2 separate regions of the Anser cygnoides genome follow, and region 1 is linked to region 2. A link is a contact called in public Hi-C data. All regions are on one chromosome and are shown on one strand. Each heading gives the region's core, a stretch centred on a gene start, on an enhancer-like site or on the middle of the called end of the contact. The rest is flanking DNA. Distances are from core to core; before and after follow the strand shown.

Region 1 (3,536 bases), core at 413-2,912, 260 kb before region 2:
TGGCTTTTCTTGTTTCTGGTATGTGCATGCTAGTGCCAATAAATGGGGTAACGCATGCGAGTTTGGGCTGAGGCTCCAGGGCGCAAGGCACAGACAGGACGGGCAATGGCGGCTGGAGTCAAGCACACTTGCTGCTAATCCTCTCCGCACAGTCTTTCTTGCGAGAGGAAATCTTATGACTCCAGGGAGAAGTACATTGTGTAACTAAGCAGTGGTGAACCCGAGCTGCATTTAACAGGGCTTGGCACAAACACTAGAGAGTAGGATACTCATCCCCAGAGAGCGTGAGAGAGCCTGTCCCCGTGCATCGCCTTCGAGTCCTTAAAAGCCCTGGCAGTGGCCTTGGGAGAGGAGCTCAAGCAAAAAGAAAAGCCCCATAACCCTAAATAAATCCGCTCATTGAGCAGGGCTTCCCTTCCCTTGTTACAACATTGCATAACGCCCCTTTGCACTGTGCAGAGTTTTGAAATCTGCAGGATCAAAGCTGTATGGAGACACTATGGATGTGCTGGGGAAAATTTAAAGGCGTTTTACAACCGTAGCAAGAAGTGCAAAGCTACGCTTCGGGCCCTTCTTGCTGTTCCGCTATGACACCTAGTGGCACAGAGCAGTTTTACCCGTGGCCTAGGGTGTATGTTTATTTTTCTAGGCCTCATCTTGCTCTCTTTGCTTGAATAGATTTTCCCCGTTGGTCTGAGAGAGGTCATGCACCACTTTGGAAGAGGCCCACAGGCTATTTTGCCCCTTTATCCTATTGGATTTTTTTTCCAGGTTTAATAAGTTGGGATTGCTTAAAGCTGTCGTGGTGTGGTAGAGAGTATTCTTGCTTCCTATAAGATCGGCCACTTCTTCACATTTGTGTGTGCTATGTTTGATTTTTACAGCTGCATGCCATGGGTGCTAAAGACAGGCAAATGTGATCATGGGTGCTGACCTGGGTTGAGAAGTGGGATCATTTAAGACAGCTTTTATTGAAAAAGGAAATGAGTTTAACAACAACAACAACAAAAAAGATCTAGGTGACAAGAGTGTCCAGGTGAAGGCTGGACTCCAGGTCCCTGAGGTCCGTATTTGCAGTTGTCACTAAACATTAACAGAAGAGGATAAGTCTTGTTTGCAAGCCATTCTCTAAGCCAAACTGTTCATGCAGTTGGTTGTGTCTTTCTGTACGAGCCGAGCAAAATTTTTGCTAAGCCTGTTGCAGTCTGTTGCATGAGATCAAAGGCATGTGATCTGGTTTAAAGCAAATGCCTCTGAGTCACGGTGCGACCTTTGTCGTGCTATTTAAAAACGTCGCCTTTGCTGCTGCACACTCCAGCTGCGTTCATGGGGGCTGTTTGCAGGGACGCCGAGCACTCATGTACCCCACAGCCTTGGCTGAGGAGGGACCCCAAAATGGTGTTCACGTAGAGAAGTAGAAAGGTGTACACTCAGCAGGCCTCAGCCTCTCCCAACTGATTAAAGTGAAGAAGATTGCTCCTCTGCTTCTGTGTTTTGAAGCTTCGTTTATGGTGATAAGCGCTTGGGAACAGTTTGGGTGGTAAATGCTGCAGGCACACTCTCTGTGTTGTTGCAACTATCACAGCAGGAACACGGCTGTCCAATGTGTCTGCAACACAAGTCCTAAATTAAGTGGTGGGTTAAAAATAATGTGACTAATAAGTGCTGAAAAAAGAGAGGCAATGGAATAAAAAAAAAATCGTCTTAGTGCAAATTTCTCATTGGTGGCAGACACTGATGCCAAAATAGAAACCCTGAAATTGACGAATGCCCCAGCCCACGCTGCAGTGATTTAATTAGTGATTTAATTGTGCCCAGAGGCACCCGGGCTGGGAATTATCAGGGGGCGCCCACAGGAAGCGCGGGGCTGTGCTCTCCACCGGGGGCTTCTGAGCCCGAGCCCCAGCCCCAGCCCCATGGCTGCAGGGCAGGCACAAGGCCGGAGAACCGGCGCAGGCAGCGCGGTGTTTCCACCCCACCGGGGCCGCTGCGTTCCTCCGTTCCCTTCCGAGCCGAACAAGCGGGGCGAGAACCGTGAGGAAAGGCAACGGGAGCCCGGCCCCGGGCAGCCGCCGCCGCCCGCTGCCCCTGGGCACAAGATGGCGGCGGCCGTGAGGGAGCTCGCGGCGGCGGAGGGCCGGGGGCGCTTTGGGGGCCCGGCGGCGCGGCGCTGAGGAGGCCGCCCGGGCCTCCGTCCCCTCCGCGCCTTGTGCCGGGCTCCCGGGGCCCCGCGGCGGGCAGCGAGGGCCGGGGATCCGTGTACCGGCCCCGTGCCCCCGGGATGTCGGTGATGAGCAGCGCCTTGGAGGAGCGGGAGCTGCAGGAGCGGCTGCGGGAGGCGGCGGCGCTGGGGGACGCCGAGGAGGTGCGGAGGCTGCTGGGGCTCGGCGTGGACCCCAACTCCCAGAACGAAGTCAACGGCTGGTGAGGGGCGGCGGGGCGCGGGGTGCGGGCGGGCGGCGCTGGGGGCTGTGGGGGGACCCGGCTCCCCGGGCGGGGAGGGAGGCGGCCGCGGCTCGGCAGCCCTCGGCCCCGCGGTGGGGAGGCCGGTGCTGCCCTTGCCTCGGGCAGGGCTTTTGGACAACGTCGGCCCCAGGGTTTCCGACGTAAATCTGGGCACCCTGAGTTTAATGTCGCTTCACCCAGTCATCGCTGCTTCGAGGACGCAGCACGTTAGTTTTGTGGTTTACTGAAAAAGAAATGCTAACCTCAGAAGGCTTTGGGGTTTACTGCTAAAGAGGATCGTAATGAAGGGAGCCTGTCCTCTTTCCACCTGTCACCACCTGTTTGTGCTGGGACCTCTCCTTAGGCTTCACCAGCACGGCTCACAATGGAATGGGCCTTGCCCTAGAGAACTTGGAACACAATTGTTAACTTCAAAGATAAAACGTGATGTAATGAAGGAAATTTTATTCCCAGGTGTTCTGCGTGCAACCCAGGTGAATCGTTGACTGGCGGCGAGGAGGATTTGGGGTATATCTGAGAGCACAACCCCTCTGTTTCCTTCCCCACAGGACGTGCCTACACTGGGCCTGCAAGCGGAACCATGCCCAGGTGGTGGCTTGTCTGCTGGCTGCCGGTGCGGACAAGCAGATCCTCACGGCCACCGGAGAGCTGGCTGCACAGTTAACTTCGAAACCAGACATTCGGAAGATTTTGGGAGGTACTGTTCCTATCTTAAAAGCACTCTAGAATTTGTGGTCTTTTTATGCTTTTACCCGGATCAGTAGACTGGCAAAACTTTGGGTAGGACTATTGTATCTAATTAGATAGCTCCTGGGGAATAGACATGTATCACGTAACTTCTCCTAAATGGTTTTTAGTCTGTAAGTGCAGCTTTCTGAACTGCTTTGACATTAGTATGTGTCTTGTAATCCTCACTCACACAAGAATTAAATTTACTGCAGAAATTTGAAGCAAGAGAAAAGAAGGCTTGGATATTGTATCACATATTCAGTTACCTGAAGAAGTATTTGGTTTAATATGCTGGCATGGGTCATAACAAACCATTTGCAGCAGTATTATTAAAAGCATTG
Region 2 (3,662 bases), core at 293-2,792:
AGAACCACGCCGGGGCCGTGCCGACGTGCCCACAAGCCACGCACAGCACCCGCCATGCTCCCGTGCAACCCGTGCAACCGGTCCGGCACCTCCTGCTCCGGCGGGCCGGCGGCACCGTGGCTCCGCCGGCGACGTCCCCGTGAGTCAGAGCAGCCTGGCACCGCCGCGCTCGCGGGCGGCCCAAGTTTCTCTCCCCAGACGCTTCCCTGTATCGATTTCCTTTCGCAACGCCGCTGCTCGGCGCGGCCTTTGGATCCCACCAGGAGAGCCTCGCTCGGGCGGCCGCGACGCTGGCGCGGAAACGCCTTCGGGACGAGGGCAGCGGCGCGGCAAAGTCCTCCGGGACTTGGCTCCGCACTCTGCTTTCCACCGCCACCCCTCAGGAAGATAAAGTCAGCTTTCCAAAGGTGCCACCGGCCCAGCAAACACCGGCGCGCCCGTCCATCGGCCTCCGGGGAGGGCTGTCCCCTCCTGTCCCCAGCGGGTCCCCATGCCCGGGAGAGCCCCAGCCCAATGCCACCGGCTCCGGCACCGCTCGTCCCGGCCGGAGAACGGGTCCCAGATGGATTTCACCAGGCTTCCCGCGAAGTCTGCGTGGATAGAGCTGGGAAAAGGGGTTGGGACAGCGGGTGGAGGAGCGCGGCCCTGGCTGGAGCGCTGCCAGCGGCGTTGGAAGCAGCGGGTTTTTACCCAGCCCGGTATCCCCCCGGAATATAAAGGCAGTGAAACAGAAGCTGTGCGGGAGATAAGGCGGCAGCGCCCGGTAGCTCATATGGAATTACTGCAGTGACCTTGAGCTGGAGGCTGCCAGGTGGGAGAAGGACACCGGGGGCTGGGGACAGGTCCCCATCGCCCGCGTCCCGGCGCAGGGCACTGCGGAGGCTGAGGGGATGGGGGGGGGGGGGGGACACACACGGGTGGGGGGCAGGAACGGGGTCAGGGGGGAGCAGGAGTGGCCGGGGGCACCGGGAGGGGGCACGGGCAGAGGGGGCAGGGGCCGGGGGCACCCGGGGGGGCTCGCTGGGTCCCCGGTCAGGTGCGGGGCCGGGAGGGAGCAGCGCCCGAAATGGAGGCAGAGCCCCCCGGCGGGCAGCACCGGCGGCTCCGGGGGACCGGCGGGGACCGAGACCCTCCCCCGGTGAGCGGCGGGACCCCGGCAGCCCCCGGTACCCCCCGGTACCCCCCAGCCCCGTTCGGGCCCATCCCGGAGCCGCATCCCCCGGCATCCCCCCCCTGCGCTCCGCACCCCCCTGCGGATGCTCGGGGCCGTCCAGAACCTTCCTCCCTCCCTTCCTCCCTCTTACCTCGGCGGAGCGGCGGGGCCCCGCCGCGCACGGGGGCCGGGACCGGGACCGGGACCGTGCACGGGGGCCGGCACCGGCGGGAGCGCGCAGGAGGCGGCCGCAGCCCTCCCGCTGCCTGCTGCGCGCCGCCGAGCTGCCGGGCAGGCTGGGCAGGTCCCGGCTGCCCGCCTTAACCCCTTCGGGGCCGACCGAGCCCCGGCCCGGCCCCCTCCAGCCCCTTAACGTGGGTCTCCCCCCCGGCCCCGAGACCCTGAATCCACCCCCCCCCACCCCCCCGGTGCGCTAACCCCGGGGGGGATGCGGCGCCGAGCCCCTGCCCCGCCGCATGCGGGAGGCGGGGATGCTCTAAATGCTCAGTCACTGCCCCTCGCTGGCAGGCTGCCAGGCGCTGCTCGCTTTTTTTTTTTTATATATATATTTTTTTGATTTTTTTTTTCCCTCCCCCCCCCCTTATTTTTAGACAGGAACCAGCCATCCCCAGGCTTGGAAGCGCCTCCGAATGATGCTGACCTCCCCCCCCCCCCAGCAATGCAGCTCCCTCTCTGGTACCCAAGGCCGCCGCTGCAATTTGAGTTCGGCAAAATTTTTGCCCGGATCTAAATTTGGAGCAGATTCTTCCCCTGCTCTGAACAGCTCCCAGAGCCTGGCTCGGGGAGAGAGGGAGGCATCAGATGACATTACAAAATAAGTCATGTCTCTCGATTGCTTCAGTGCCACCCCCACTCTCCCGGCCTCTGCCTTCCATTTTAATCAGTGACAGGCCTTCAAGTATTATGGATATATATAATCTTTTTTAATATCACTGGCATTTTCCATAATAGAAAGCATCTCCCGGGTGCCGAGGCACTGGGGAGGGGATCGCGCCTCCCTGCTGCTGCCCCCACCACGGAGCAGATCCATCTCACCCCAGGCCCTGCCTTGGGTCGCGGGGAGAAGCCAGCAGGGAGGCCCTGGGCTTCCAGGGGCTTTGTGGATCTCATCAGCCCGGCTTCCCCGGCAGGCTCAGGCCGAGCAAGCTGAACACGCGCCCAGTCCCGCTCTCGGCTGCGGCCTGTGGGAAGAGCGCTTCGCGCATCCAGCCCTCCGTCGGGTCAGCCAGGAGAGCGGCCCGCTGGGGCAACCCCGAGGGAAGCCTCCCACCGCCCCGCTCCTGGGGATTTCTCGCCCTCTCTTCTCCACACTTCAGCTGGGGCAGAGGGCCCAGGAAGGCAGCTTGCCGCTCTTCATCCTCTCTGCTACAATCAGCAGCAGAACTGTGCAAACGTGGGGGTTTTTGGGTGGTCTACACCGTCACTATAGGAAGTGGTGAACCAGCGAGGCTCTAAAGCTCATTTCCCTCAGCTCTGGCGCAAGCTGGCTGCTCACCCAGGCCCCCTCTACAACTGAGAACCTTCTGGAAACGTGCCGTCACCTTCCGCTCACGGCCTTTTCCTGGAATCCCCCTTCCCAGCCTCCCTAACAGCGATGGTGTCTTCAGGCCCTGCGTCACGTGTTGGTTCTGGTATGCAGCCCGCAAGGCCAGGGAGGTCGCTCACCTCAGTTACGCAGCAAACAGCACGAATTATTAACACTAATACAAATAATGCCCACGTCTGGGGGAGGAGAAGGAGCGCTCTCCTTGCTAGGACGGGCACAGTGGGGCCTGGAGCACCCCCACGTCCTTCAGTGCGCGGGGCTGACCTGCTCACCGGGTTTTGGGCTCCAGAGACAGAACCCACACCTCAGCACACAGCAGGACCGTAAAACAGGGATACACGTTTCTAAGGGTGTGTTTGGGAAGCTGGTTCTAATTTTACCACATTTCCAGTCACGTAACTTGCACCAATCAATGTAAAAAATAATAACGGAGCTGGCTCAGCGTAAGATACAGCAGCCAGGGAGCAGAATATTGCACTTATTGGCCCAGCCCAGCCCTTCCTGGGCTCTGTTTTTATATTGTCCCTGAGGAGGTTCTTGTCCAAGGCTTTACGGCAAAAAAGTATAGTATTTTATACATAAAGTATAAAAAAGTATAGTATTTTATATATACAAAAAAGTATAAGTATATAAGTATATATATAAGTATATATAAGTATATATAAGTATATATATAGTAAAAAAGTATATACAAAAAAGTATTTATGACAAAAAAGTATAGACTATTCCCAGCATGCAGATTTTTTCTTCTTTGCAGAAAATCTTATGCCACCATCCCCAGGCCTCCAGGCTCCTCCCTTGGAACGGGAAGGAGAAAACAGCATATGACAACCGTCCATCCTTTAGTATGTAACTAAAGGGAAATTTTATTTTACCTGTTTTCTTACTAACAAGATTTTCTGGGAGCAGAGCTATACATGGAGCCTGGTTTCTATAGGCTGG

What was found. Hi-C and Micro-C count contacts between places; a contact is called where the count stands out from the background.
Region 1: a Hi-C map of liver shows a contact between it and region 2, with 20 times the contacts expected there. The contact joins the promoter of LOC106034613 here to the promoter of EPN3 in region 2. A contact is called at or near these places in 2 of 7 Hi-C or Micro-C datasets (both in liver).

Annotation. Positions count from the first base shown.
Region 1 is chr19:6,639,567-6,643,102 of Taihu_goose_T2T_genome, reverse strand. LOC106034613 (ankyrin repeat domain-containing protein 40-like) reads left to right here and starts at 1,662. Exons shown (of 5, transcript XM_048064385.2): 1 at 1,662-2,424; 2 at 3,015-3,163. The coding sequence starts at 2,282.
Region 2 is chr19:6,375,659-6,379,320 of Taihu_goose_T2T_genome, reverse strand. It overlaps EPN3 (epsin 3), which reads right to left and starts at 1,542. Exons shown (of 9, transcript XM_066980256.1): 1 at 1,305-1,542. LOC136786660 (a long non-coding RNA gene) reads left to right here and starts at 403. Exons shown (of 3, transcript XR_010825926.1): 1 at 403-811.